2 separate regions of the Mus musculus genome follow, and region 2 is linked to region 1. The links are chromatin contacts, called in public HiChIP or PLAC-seq maps. All regions are on one chromosome and are shown on one strand. Each heading gives the region's core, a stretch centred on a gene start, on an enhancer-like site or on the middle of the called end of the contact. The rest is flanking DNA. Distances are from core to core; before and after follow the strand shown. Region 1 has its middle 8.2 kb from the start of Gm32700. Region 2 overlaps Dis3l2 (DIS3 like 3'-5' exoribonuclease 2).

Region 1 (6,351 bases), core at 2,358-4,857:
CAGGTGCTACCACCCAGCTCTCTAGTGGATCTTTAGCTAGGACCTCAGCCTTGGCCATACTTTGTAGCCTTGCAAAATACCTAGCCCAGATCTTTCCTCTCCTATTTATTTATAGGTATGTTTATTTTATGTATATGGGTGTTTTGCCTGCATGTACATATGTGTACCGTACCATATGCATGCCTGGAACCTGTGGAGGTCACAAGAGGGCACTGGTTCCTCCTGGAACGAGAGTTCAACCACTTCGTCTTTGAATTCCCAGTTGTCAATCATAAGGCTAGTCATTTCCCACTATGTTCCTACTGCCTACTGACTAAGTGCCAGGTCTCCTGTTAGGTGTAAGATGCGGACAACACAGAATAGCATGCTTCTTGGAGGCCAGTAGTCTGATGACATCACCAGAGATATGGACCCACCCTCTTCACACAAGACCAGGCCTCCTTGTCCTTATTTTTCAACAGGACCCACAGCAGCCGTCAAAGGTCTCTGTTTATGAAATGAATGCTTGCCGTGAGTTCAGGCAGGTGTTAGGAAATATACAAACTTAAAACATAGCCCCCCAGTCCTACACATACACACTATATATATATATATATATGTGTGTGTGTGTGTGTATATGTGTGTATTTATATATATATTATATATGTGTGTGTATATGTATATATATTATATGTATGTATGTATATATGTATGTATGTATATATATATATGAGCAAAAGCCACAAAGTTGTGGGGGTATCTGATTTAGTGATGTCCCCTGAACTTGACATTCTCGTCTAAAGAGGACATCGGCTGACTTGGCTTACCTGTCCTGAGCGGAGGCTTTGGGGATGGGGTGCTGGGATTAAGCCGAAGCTTCAGCAGCCTGTGATGGTTAATGTCGGCTAGCGTTATATGTTGCAGTCAAATGTCTGAACTGGGGGTGGGGTGGGGTGGGGGGAATCCTGTGCCAGTGATCACAGATTTCAGCATCTGATTTATCTGAACCTTGGAGGACTTTTGCAACAAGGTACAAAGCAAGTGCCCTATGGGCACATACAACTGGGCTTTATTACCCTGAACCCTGCTGTCCCCCACTATCTAGAGCTGATTACATAGGCTGTTCAGTGACTGTTGATAGTCCCACCCAATAGGACCTCAAGGAGTACTGCCATGGAAAACAGCCCACCCCGCCCCCACTTCTGGCCATCATAGGCAAACCCGGTGAACCCTGTGTTCATTTCTCTGGGTAGTCCCCTTTTCCAAGAAAGGGGTACAACTCTTGCCCAGCGCCCCCAGCTGAGGAGCCTGGAACTTGGCCAGGGTTGCACCGCGCATTCTCATTGGCTCCATCGCGGAAGGGTTTTCTGCTCGGGCTCAGCTCTGCACCTGGGGCCTCCGCTATCTCCACTCAGAATTTCCAGGGCGCTTGAAATCCGCCAATGGAAAGCCCCCACCCAGCATCTGGGCAGCGAGGAGAAGGCCTCCAGGCACCTCTCAAGTCTGACAGGGTTCCTGGAAGACTGCCTGGAGTTTTGCTTCCTTCTCTGGAACTTGTTTACTTCAGCTTGCAGTCTCTCCCCTGGGGCTGGTGGGAGCCTCATCCCGAGGGCAAGGGAACTTGTATATGTGTTTGTTCCTCCACTCCAGTTTGCTCTCCCGGTCTTCTGGGCAGAACCCATGTTTCCTTCTCATTTAGGTTGAAGAGAAATATCCCAGAACATGTGGGGAGTGGAGGTTGGGAGCATACAACTGCCCTTTCCCCTGTCTAGAGTCTAGAATGTCCCAGATTCTGTGAAACCCTCATTCTCTCACTTTTCTGTTGAATCCTCGAGATTTGGTGACTCCCAGCTCTGATCTGACCTCTAGGCCGAGGGTGGTGTTTCACTCATCCTCTGAGACTTGGCAGGCCATTCTAGAAGGACGACTGGGTTACACTATTTCCTTGGGGCCCCTGGCTTCAGTACAGGACACAGCTCACGGGCTAATGCACTCCTCTGCAGGCTTCTAGCAGCTGGGGAGTGATTCATGATGCTGAATGCCAGGGAGGGAGGGAGAGAAGAAAGGAAAGGAAGGAGGGAGAGAGGGAGGGGAGAGAAGGAAGGGAAAACTCTTTTTTCCTCCATGCTGGGTTTTGAACCTAGGATGTTAAAGCTTGCTAGGTAAACATTCTGCCACGGAGCCGCATCCCAAACTCTCTTTATCTCTTTTCAAATTCTTTTTTTTTTTTTTTTTTTTGGCTTGGTTTTTGTTTTTTGAGACAGGGTTTCTCTGTGTAGCCCTGGCTGTCCTGGACCACACTCTGTAGACCAGGCTAGCCTCGAACTCAGAAATCTGCCTGCTTCTGCCTCCCAAGTGCTGGGTGGCTGCCTGGCTTCAAATTCTTAAAAAAAAAAAATTATATATATATATATATATATATATATATACACACACACAACATACATACATACTATGTAGCCATCTTCAGACATACCAGAAGAGGGCATCAGATCCCATTACAGAGCCACCACGTAGTTGTTGGGAATTGAACTCAGGACCTCTCTCTTAACCACTGAGCCATCTCTCCAGCTCCTAAACCCCCTTTTCAAATTCTTTTTCTTAAGTTAATTTTTATGGGTATCTGGCTTTCATGTATGTCTGAGCACTGTTGGATAACCTGGGACTGGAATGAGCCACCAGGTGGATGCTGGGAATTGAATCCTGGTCCCCTGGAAGAGCAGAAAGTACTCCTAACCACTGGGCTATCTCTCCAGTCCTCTTTGCTTGTTTGTTTTTTGTTTTCTTAAGACAGGATTTCTCTGTGTACCCTGGCTGCCCTGGATCTCACACTGTAGACCAGACTGGCCTCGAACTCACAGAAATTGGTTTGCCTCTGCCTCCTGAGTGCTGGGATTAAAAGACATGCCCTACTACCACCTGTCCTTTTGTTGTTGTTGTTGTTGTTGGGGGGGGGGGGTGCTGTACAGGATCTTGGTGTAGCTCTGGCTAGCCTTGAAGTCCCAATGTAGACCGGACTTGCCTCTGCCTCCCAAGTGTTAGAAGAGTAAATGTGTGTGCCAGCATGACCTGCAAAAACTCTTTAAAAATCATTATGATAAAGAAAGTTAAAACTTTTGGTGGTGGCACAACACACCTTTGATCCCAGCATTTGGGAGGCTTGGCAGGCAGATCTCTGTGAATTCAAGACCAGCTTGTATACAGAGAAACCCTGTTCTGGAAAAAAAAAAGAAAGGAAGGAAAGAAGGAAGGGAGGGAGGGAGGGAGGGAGGGAAGAGGAGAGAGAGAGAAAGAGAGAAAGACAGGTAGAAAGGAAGGAAGGAAGGAAGGAAGGAAGGAAGGAAGGAAGGAAAGAAAGAAAGAAAGAAAGAAAGAAAGAAAGAAAGAGAGGGAAGGAAAAGAAAAGAGAGAAAGAAAACCCAGCCAACAAAGTAACCCACGGGAACCATAAGGCAGTCGCACTCCTCCATCCCCTCAGCACAGGTGACCGTTTTTTTTCTGTTGTTTTGCCAGTTTTCCTGGCATTGTTAGAGTAGAAAAAGCTCCTAGTCACAGAAATAGAAGCTCTGCCCTGAGTGGAGACCCACCATTCCAGTTGGGCTGGTTCAATCGCTTAGCTGGGAGCCTCCCCCTAGGGAGGCAGGCTCACCTCAAGCCCTGCTGGAGATAGGTGGAATAATTAGTCCTCAATGAGACACTGCACTTTTCCTTCTGTCCTACCCCCTGTGCAGAAGCATCCAGGCCACACCCACGTTGGTTCCATCTGCCTGTATAACCTTTCTTTTTCTTCTCCCTCTCTCTTTCCTAAGCATGCTTCCACACGTTGCCCCTTCCCCAGTATTTTATTCTTCCTTACCTCTCTCCCTGCCGAGTGACCACATGTCCACCATGTGTCTGCCCTCCATGCCAGCCTCTTCCCCTTCTCTGTATTCTCCTCCTTCCAGCAGCCACTGGTGCTCACAGCTGTCCTGTCATGGGGGTTTTCTTTTAAGGTTTAATAAAATTGTCCTTGTGTGTCCATGAGTCCAGGCTTAAATTATCTTATGGGACTAAGAACCCCTAAGGGGACCCTTTATCAACACAACTGCTCCCATCAGAGCTGAATGACTATGGAGTTGAGGGAAGCACACCAGGTGGCTAGAAGGTAAGACCCTATGGCCACTGTGATGCCACAGACCAGTAAACACAGGCACACACACACACACACACACACACAGAAGACATCTGCACCTCGTTGCTGATACCACTCTTGCCCTGACCTCTCCATGAAAAGAGGTCAAGCTGAGGTCAAGTATAAGGCAAGGTAGGTGCCCAACCCACCTGTTCCTCATGAAGGATGCTACACAGGCACCAGGTACACAAATGGTGCACAGACATACATAAAGAGAAAACACCCACACACACTTATAATACATAACACAACATAATGAACTGATACTGGGGTACATGCCTGGAATCCCAGCACTTGGGAGGCAGAGACAGGAAAGACTTAGGGAGCAAAGCCATCCACATCCATGTAATGTAGTTCCTAGGCCAACTGAGCGAGGTAAATGCAATAGAAGCTTAAAAATAAATAAAAGGAAGGAACGAGCCTAATGAAAACTATGGTTCAAATATATCTTTTATTCTCTGGTGGTGGTGGTGGTGGTGGTGGTGGTGGTGGTGGTGGTGGTGGTGGTGGTGGTGTGTGTGTTAGAAAGATTGCAGTACTTGAAGAGGCCAGAAAAGGGAACTAGATACCCAGGAACTGGAGTTTAACAGAAATACTATGCAGCCCAAAGTGTGTGCTGGGAACCAAACTTGGGTCCCCTGGAAGAGCAGCCAACACTCTTCACTGTTAAGTCTTCTCTTCAGGCAACACCCCCCCCCCTCTTTTTTGAGACAGGGCCTCATGAAGCCTAGGCTGATCTGAAAGCTGTAGCTGAAGATGAGTCTTGAATTCCTGATTCTCCTCTGAGAGTGGGGACTGAACCCATGAATTTGTGAATGGGAAGCAAATGTTCTGTCTACTAAGTGAGCCGTGTCCCTAATGGGAGTGAATTCTGATGAAACTGTGTTCTGCTTTCAGATCTTGGAGGCCTCTTTCCTGGGCAGGGTTGTGGGGCTTGCCATGTAGCTCAAGCAGGCCTCAAATGTGTTAACTACCTGCCTAGTTTCCCAAGTGCTGGGGTCACTGGCCTTTGTCCCTGTGTCTGACCAGGATGAGAGTTAAAATGTTCTGCTGGGAAGGAAAACAAGACTTCATACAAGTTCAGTTTAAAACTTAAAGGCAGCTGGTAATAACCCAGCATTTGGGAGGCAGAGGCAGAGTGATCTCTGAGTTCGAGACCAGCCAAGCTCCTGGACAGCCAGGGCAACACAGAGAAACCCAGTCTCTGCCAAAGAGGGAAGTGCAGTCTCGAACTCCAGTCCTTGGGAGGTGGAGACGAGAGGATCTGATGTTCAAGGATTCTCAAGAGCAAGTGCAGCTTAGTCCTCTAGAGACCCAGGCTCAAAAAACTTATGTAGCTTGGCACTTGAGGCAGAGGTGTGTGTGTGTGTCAGTGAGTTTAAAATCAGCTTGGTCTATGTAGTGAGTCCCAGGTCAAATAGGGCTATGTACTGAGATCATGTCTCAACATACAAAAACAAAAGAAAATTTAAAAGACCCACAAAAAGTAGGTAGGGCAGGAGAGGTGGCTCAGCAGTTAGGAACACTGTCTGCTCTGTGAAAGGATCCAGCCTGGGTCCGCAGCACACACATGCCAACTCACAGCCATCTGTAATTACAACCACAGGAAATCCAACTCCCTCTTCTAGTCTACTTGGGCACCAGGCACAGTGCATAGATACATATGAAGGCAAAACACCCATATACTTAAAAATAAAGGTGCCAGGCGTGGTGGTGCACACCTTTAATCCCAGCACTTGGGAGGCAGAGGCAGGCGGATTTCTGAGTTCGAGGCCAGCCTGGTCTACAGAGTGAGTTCCAGGACAGCCAGGGCTACACAGAGAAACCCTGTTTGAAAAACCTAAAAAAAAAAAAGGTAAAAATATCTTTAAAGAAAATGAAAAATGTAAAAGAGAAACCTTGCTTCATACTGTCATACTGACCATTGCTAAGTGACAGGAGCTCAGGCGTGGCTTCACAATCAGCCTCTCCAATTCCCTGAAAGTGGCCCAGAAGAAATAAGTCCCCAGGTATTCTCTCCCATGAATATTCCCTGGGAAAACATCAGTAGGGAGTGCCTGGAGATATCAAACTACTTAGCTCAAGATAAACAAAGTTCAAGGGACTCTCCAACCAGAAACAGAGAGTGGGATTGGGACCCAGGTATGGTTGCACGCACATTCCTCTAATGACGGTATTTTGAAGACAAAGACAGGAGAAGT
Region 2 (6,351 bases), core at 2,595-5,094, 590 kb after region 1:
CAAATTAGAAGACCAGTCATTGTGTGTATTGTAAGATCAATGTAAACCTCATGCCTTTGCTTGTCTAGCTAGAGCCAAGCACTGTGCAGTGCATGGAAACAATAAAGGTCCAGAGAACCCACTGAGGGAGACAGGCATGGAAAGCAATATTTATAACAAATACTTAGGGTGGGGCATGATGGGAGAAATGTCCTTGGGCTCAATCAGCTCATGATCAGATGAGCGGTGTGGTGGAAACACGAGGTGGGAGCAGCACAGGTCACCCAGCTGTGGCCAGAAAGCAGCAAATGGCAAGAGGAAGGGGCCAGGAACAAGGTATAGACCCCAAGAATTCCCAGAACTCAGGCCCTGAAGTGCCCCTTCCTCCTAAATACTCTGCCATCCTCCAAAACAGTGTCATCAGCAAGGGACCAGGCCTTTAACTCATGAACCTCGGGGGGGTGGGGGGGGCGGCATTTCATGTTCACACCATAGGGGTGACAAAGGAGTTAGGAGCCAGGCTCCCAGGATGCCCAGCCTGGGAAGGAAAGTACATGCACTGCTTCTCTCAGCTGGGGCCTCATTGGACAGGCAAGTGCCCTGTGAGCAGGTGTCAGGTAGGAGCCTGTATTTTGACATGGAGAGGACAAGGCAGGTGCCTGGGTGCTGCCAGGTGGAAAGGGCAAACGGCCTGTGTGTGTGTCTGGTGCAGTCCAGGCACGTGCAGGGGAAGCCCAGAACTCGCTGGATGGGAACACACCCATCTAAAGCACTCTGAACCCAGTTCATAAAACCATGGGTCAATATTTTCAAAGTCACAGAACTAATGAGCTCTGCCAGACTCAACAGACCGCATCCCAGTGGGTGATAAGACAAGTGTTAGCACAGAGGAAACGGCCCAGGCGGGAAGAGGCTTTTCTTAATCTGTTGGGTTTCGTGTTTATAGTAAAGCAGCTGCCCTTGGACAAGAGTATTCATTTATCAGGTCACCCACAAAGGAGGCTTAGTTACTATGCTCACCCTGTTTGGGTTTAAGTAATAACTGTCTACAGACAAGTAAAAATTGGATCAGGGCAAGTTCAGTAGGTCCCATCAGGCCTGCAGAAGCTGTCTCAGGCTCTGACTGCCAAGTTCGTGTGCCTGTTGTCCAGCAGGAATAGGCAGAGAGAAAGCTGTGGAAACCCTAGCCTAGCCCCGAAGAGCTCTATTTTCACCCTTTAAAAATGTGTGTTGTCTTCCACTCAGTATTTCTGTGAAACAGCAGCAAAGAATGATTCTAGTGTGCTCATTTAGTCCCTGAACAGTTCATCAGCATCCCACTTGTCTCTGGGATTCCCAAGACCATTCAGGCCTAGATTCCCCCCACACCTTCCTTCCCACGGCTTGGGGTCTGCAGAGGAAAGTGGGCAGAGGAAGGGGAAGAGCCAGCTCACATTGGTAAGGCCTTACCAACCAGGAAAAATAAGGATGGCAGTGACCCAGCTAAGCATCCTGAGTACTACAGAGGAGGCTTTGTGAGGGAGGCCTCACTTCCAACAGAGATTCTGTCACCTCCTGAGTCCTGGACTAAGGTACCCAGAGTCACCTTCTCACTCCCGCTAGCTTCTGTGGGTTCAGTGACACAGATCAGGACCCAGGCTGTACCTGGAAGCGTCAGTCTCACGAGAGGTCTTATCTTACTCATTCTCTGTTGTCTTGAGGTAAAAACAGCATGTGCAGAACTGTAAGGTGCTGCTGGTCTTTGTAAATAAAGAAATAATCTCTGATGAAAAGTATTTAAAGCATGGAAGTGCACACCTATAATACCCACACTCGGGAGGCAAAAACAGAAACATTGCCATAGGCTTGAAGCTCACCTGAGCTATGTAGTGTAGCAAGTTCCAGAAGATCTGGACTGTATGGTTAAGACTGTCACCACCATCATCATCATAATGAATTGTATATTATTATAATAATATTAAAAAGTATTTAGTGGCTGCTTCCTATGTCCTAGTCACTGTTCAAGGGACTGGGAGGTAAGCTGTCTGAGCTCCCCAGGTTAGTGACATTGAGCAGCTGTGACTGGCCCAAAAGAATGCAGGGACAGGAAGAACAGGAAAAAAATCACAAGTAGTCAGGTAGAGCCCCAAGCTAGGACTGCAGTAGGCAGAGCAGGAGTGAGCAAGCTCACACGGGCACCACTAAGAGCTGATCCAACCATGGTTTGTCCGTGACTGATGGCTTTGGAGCAAAGCAAGGATACAAGTAGAAGCCACACTCCAACCTAAGAGTGTCTGGCTCCAGGATGCCCTTCTCCTGAACCTTGGACTTCTGGTGAAAACTTATGGATGGTGGATCCCTAATGGTTTCCCAAGTGCTTGTCTTTCTAGGAAGCTTATTTTAAACTCCACCCCCATGCAAGGTCAGGCTATGGCTTACTCAGATACAATCGTAAATGTCAGCAAAGCCATGGAGAAGATGAAGAAGTAAGAAGGATCATCTCCCTTTTACCCTCCAAAGACTGAAGCCTGTGGACAGGGCCCTGGGCAGTTCACCCAGGGGCTTGACAACTTACACAGCTCTGACTACGTTCCTATGCCAGATGCAGTCTGTCTGCTCCTCCCATCTGTTCTGGTCTTCCCCAGAGCCTCAGACCAGCAGACAGAAATCAAGCCATGCTTGGTTCTAGATCTGTTGCAGGTGCAGTGTGCATGGTGGGAAGGGGAATGAGGCAGAGCAAGCAGCTTGAGTCACTCATGCCAGGGCTCCCTCCACTAATATCCCTCCCTAGAGATGGACTCAGGTTCCTTCCACAGCCTCTGCAGGCCTGGTCTTGTATTGCCCAGACAGAGATCACCTACTTCAGAAGGGGCACTCAGTACTTGCAGTGTCCTCTTGATTGGATGGAACCAAACAATGCTGGGACACAGGCCATCCCCCAGACCCACAGGAGCAGCTCCACCATGCAAATCTACCTCCAGCTTGAGGTGGGCTGCATAGGTAAGCTGATACACAACCCTGCTTGGTAAAGGAGAAGACAAAGTAACATTCAATACAAAAAAAAAAAAAAAAAAAAAAAAAAGAGTTTGAGGGTCTAGACCAACTAAGGCTTGGAGTTCTTTAGGGAGCAGCATTTGGATTTCATGTACCATCCCAGAGCAGGGTTCTCCAAAGAGAATAGCTTATACCTCCTTCCCACTTAACACAGCCACCCAAGGCCAGAAAACCTAGAGAAGCCAAAGCTGCAGGACTTGGTGGTGCCCCACCCAGATCTGGGCCCTGCCACATTCTGGCTCTAGTCGTCTTCTATAGCCTCTGAGACTCAGTTTCCCACTGTGCACATTAAGACCTACAGTTTTTTTCCTGGGAAAGGACTCATTGGGCTAAATGACAAAGCACACAGAGAGCTTGGCTGCACTCTCTTTTCTTCCCACCATTAGTGGCCTCACCACTCCAGGGTGGCCTTGGAAAATGGGGCCCACCCCGCCCCCCCCAGCAGCCCAAGCAAAGCACACTTTGAATAAAGCAGAGCAGCCTGAGCTCCCGGGTGACCTGGCTCCTCCTCTCCTCTCTCCTCTAGAGCTATCTCTTGCAGTTGTATGTGTATGAGAGGATCCGTGTGTTTAAAACACCCTTCTCCCTAGAACATCTTCATACCCAAATTCTAGCTTTCAAACTAAAGTTGATCCCTCCCAAAGTGAGAGGTGACTTTGGCTTCCCTGAGTTTATCCAAGCTCTGTTCTTGGTATAGGTCTTCAGGGTCAGCCTCCTCTACTTGGGTGTAAGAGGGAGCCCTGGCCTTGGCTAGGATCTGAGCAGGGCCAGAAAGCTGTTGCAGGCAGGCAGCAGCTCCCAGAGGGAATGTGCTTCTGTGTGCCTTGGCCACACCTCCTCTAACCAGTGGTTCCAGTTTCAGTGGAACTAGAGAAAGGCTCTCATGTGTGTGTGTGTGTGTGTGTGTACACATCATAAAAGAGCCAACAAGGCCCAATTACCCTTCACTGCAATGCTACACAGCACAATGCCTGGTTCTGCTTAGGGGCCAGAGCTGTTGCCCACGTGCAGGCCTGCCCCGTGCCTCTGTGTGCAGAGCTAAGCCTTGGGAAGAGCAAGGCTTCGTGGCTAGCTTTATGCTGACAAAGGGCTTTCAGTGCTGTCAAATGACTGCAAGCAGTCCCTTCCCCCTCCCTACCACAGCCACTGGGCCTCCCTTTGGCAGGGCCAGAGGGCTGCACTTGAACGCCTAGCCTCTGGAGACTTCCTTTTGAACTAGAAAAACATGGCTCAAACATGCTTCACTGCAGCAGGGCTCTGCCTGCTGAACCTATAGAAAGGCCTGGAGTAGATTCAGTCCCACAGACTAGAAAACCTGGCTCTGGCCTCACCCACAAGGCCTGTTATGTCTGGCTCCAGAGGCCTGCTCCTCTGGGGTTTTCCATGCCTGTGAACTAGGCCCCATTCATTTCCCTGCGGTTTCATGGGAACGTCCAAAATATTGAGCAGGTTGCAGGGAGCCCAGGAGGAAAGGGGTCAGTGAAAGGCCCTAGCTGTGACGTGGGGTGGCCCTGTGGTCAAGCCCTGGTGGGCGCCTTGTCAGTCTGCTGCTGCCTCTCCTCCCAGGCACCCCTTCCACTCCCCTGAAGCTTGGCCTGCAGCAGCACTCCCCTTCCCCACCCCCAGGCCTCTACTTTCCAGCTCCCTAGCCACCAGCCCCACCCTGGCCTGGCCTCAGAGGGAACTGCAACAAGATCTCTACAGTTCCCCACCCCCAGCATCCCTCAATTTAGTACTGATCAGACCACTGACTTCCCATCACGCCCCATTCCCTTGCAGTTTTCCACCACACTACACTCAATTTGGGGCTGCTGAGAGAGCAGCAGGTCTCCTGTGAGGGTGGCTGCTGTCTTCCCACCTTGGGCTGCCCAGCTATAGAGGAGAGTCATGCTCTAGCACACAACTCCTGTGAGAGCCCAGCAGCTGCCTTCACAGCTACTGGGGAGCCCAAGGGCTCCTTAAGCCAACAGTGAGGATGTACCCATGTGGGGGAAATTTGGTTTGCCGAAGAAATGAATTTGAAACTAGCTGGGAGCAATTCTTATCAAATTTCCATGTTAGCAGTTTTCACCAAGAACTAATTGAACAATCTCTGTGAGTGGCCTAATTCCATTAGCATGAGATTCCCACAAAGTTAACAAGTGCCCTAGTGGCCAAGGGCAGAGAGGCTCTTCTGTCTCACACTTGGTTTTGGTCTTTGAAGATGGATGGAGTTTCAGGTTTCAGCAACAGCCAGGCAGATGCTCACCTCTGGCCCAGTAGGCTTCAATCTCAGCAGCTCAGCTCCAGATCAACTTCAGAAGCCACTTTGCAAGTATTCAGGGTATGAAAGGGCTGATCAGACCACTGACTTCCCATCCCAAGATGAATTTCTCTTCTGGGTTAGCAGGTAAAATGGATCTGAGGGTAGAACATCCTACAGACCTCACCTCCCTTGCCAGGCAGTATTGAGAGACCAGGTACAGAGGAGTAGAAAATATGAAGGCAAAGTCTGAGGAGCATGAGTCTGGACAGGGCCTGCCCTCAGCACCACCTCCCCACCTGAGGCAAGACCCAAAGTTAGTGCCAGCATCTCACTGTTGTCCAGAAACTGAGTTCTAGGGGCAGAAACAGCAGCCACCTGGGACCTGTTCCTGTCCTTGAGCCACAGCGAGGTAGCTGTTCCTAGTGGGTATAGTACTTTCTCTTCTCTCCACTGCCCAGTGGGCTTGACAGTTCCAGGGACGGTGCTCTGGGGTTACCCATCAGCCCTGTGGCATCATGCTAGATGAGGAGCCCAGAGAATGAAGCATCTAGCTTCTTTGTCCCTGACTAGCTATAGACTGAGCAAGGGTCCTCTCTTCTTGACAGCTGCAGCATGGTGTCAGCATTGACTGCTATGAACCAGCCTTCCTATAGGTAGCATGGTCAGGACAGAGGTTGCAGACCTACCTACAAGGCCCTTCCTTAACCTGCTCTACAATGAGACATAAGCCAGTGACTCTTCCCTTCCCCTCCTCTGGGCCTGCTGGATGGCTTCCTGCGGGCTCTCTCAGGGCATGAGCCCTTGCCTCCTAGAATACCTTCGACTTGTCTAAAACTAGTCATAAGGCCCTGGCTCCTTCCTTCTGTCACTGACTCACCAAAACTCAATGGAGCATTGCCTGCACTTGACCTATCACCCCTTCCCTGTTTTTCTAAACCAGATTCCCCAGCCCTACCACCCTGGTGGTTTGCCTCAACTTGCCAGCCTCAGGGGCCTTTTCTTACCCTTTCCTCTGCCTCTGCAGCACTTCTCACAGGGCAGCCTGCTACAGCTCCTCCATGTCCCTCTGCCTTATTCTACCACCTCTACCTTCT

Evidence for each region. HiChIP or PLAC-seq counts read pairs in DNA pulled down with a chosen protein or histone mark.
Region 2: a contact with region 1 is called in an H3K4me3 HiChIP or PLAC-seq map of craniofacial prominence, with 4 times the contacts expected there. The contact joins two enhancer-like sites. A contact is called at or near these places in 3 of 15 datasets of contacts at CTCF or cohesin (the NIH/3T3 cell line and embryonic stem cells), 14 of 484 Hi-C or Micro-C datasets (the Ba/F3 cell line, the G1E-ER4 cell line, the HPC-7 cell line and 7 more), 10 of 115 datasets of contacts at active chromatin or transcription factors (T-cell acute lymphoblastic leukemia, astrocytes, cardiomyocytes and 7 more) and 1 of 9 other capture datasets (embryonic stem cells).

The regions. Positions count from the first base shown.
Region 1 is chr1:86,446,549-86,452,899 of GRCm38.p6, forward strand. No RefSeq gene overlaps it. Among named protein-coding and RNA genes, the nearest start is that of Gm32700, 8.2 kb to the left of the region's middle. Within about 2 kb of position 3,608, at least 21 of the 459 cell types and tissues checked have an H3K27ac peak or open chromatin away from gene starts, as enhancers often do. A contact at or near this core is called in craniofacial prominence and differentiating embryonic stem cells, where this site is marked.
Region 2 is chr1:87,031,882-87,038,232 of GRCm38.p6, forward strand. The region is part of intron 14 of Dis3l2 (DIS3 like 3'-5' exoribonuclease 2); the gene reads left to right. Among named protein-coding and RNA genes, the nearest start is that of Gm28375, 32 kb to the right of the region's middle. Within about 2 kb of position 3,845, at least 179 of the 459 cell types and tissues checked have an H3K27ac peak or open chromatin away from gene starts, as enhancers often do. A contact at or near this core is called in craniofacial prominence and differentiating embryonic stem cells, where this site is marked.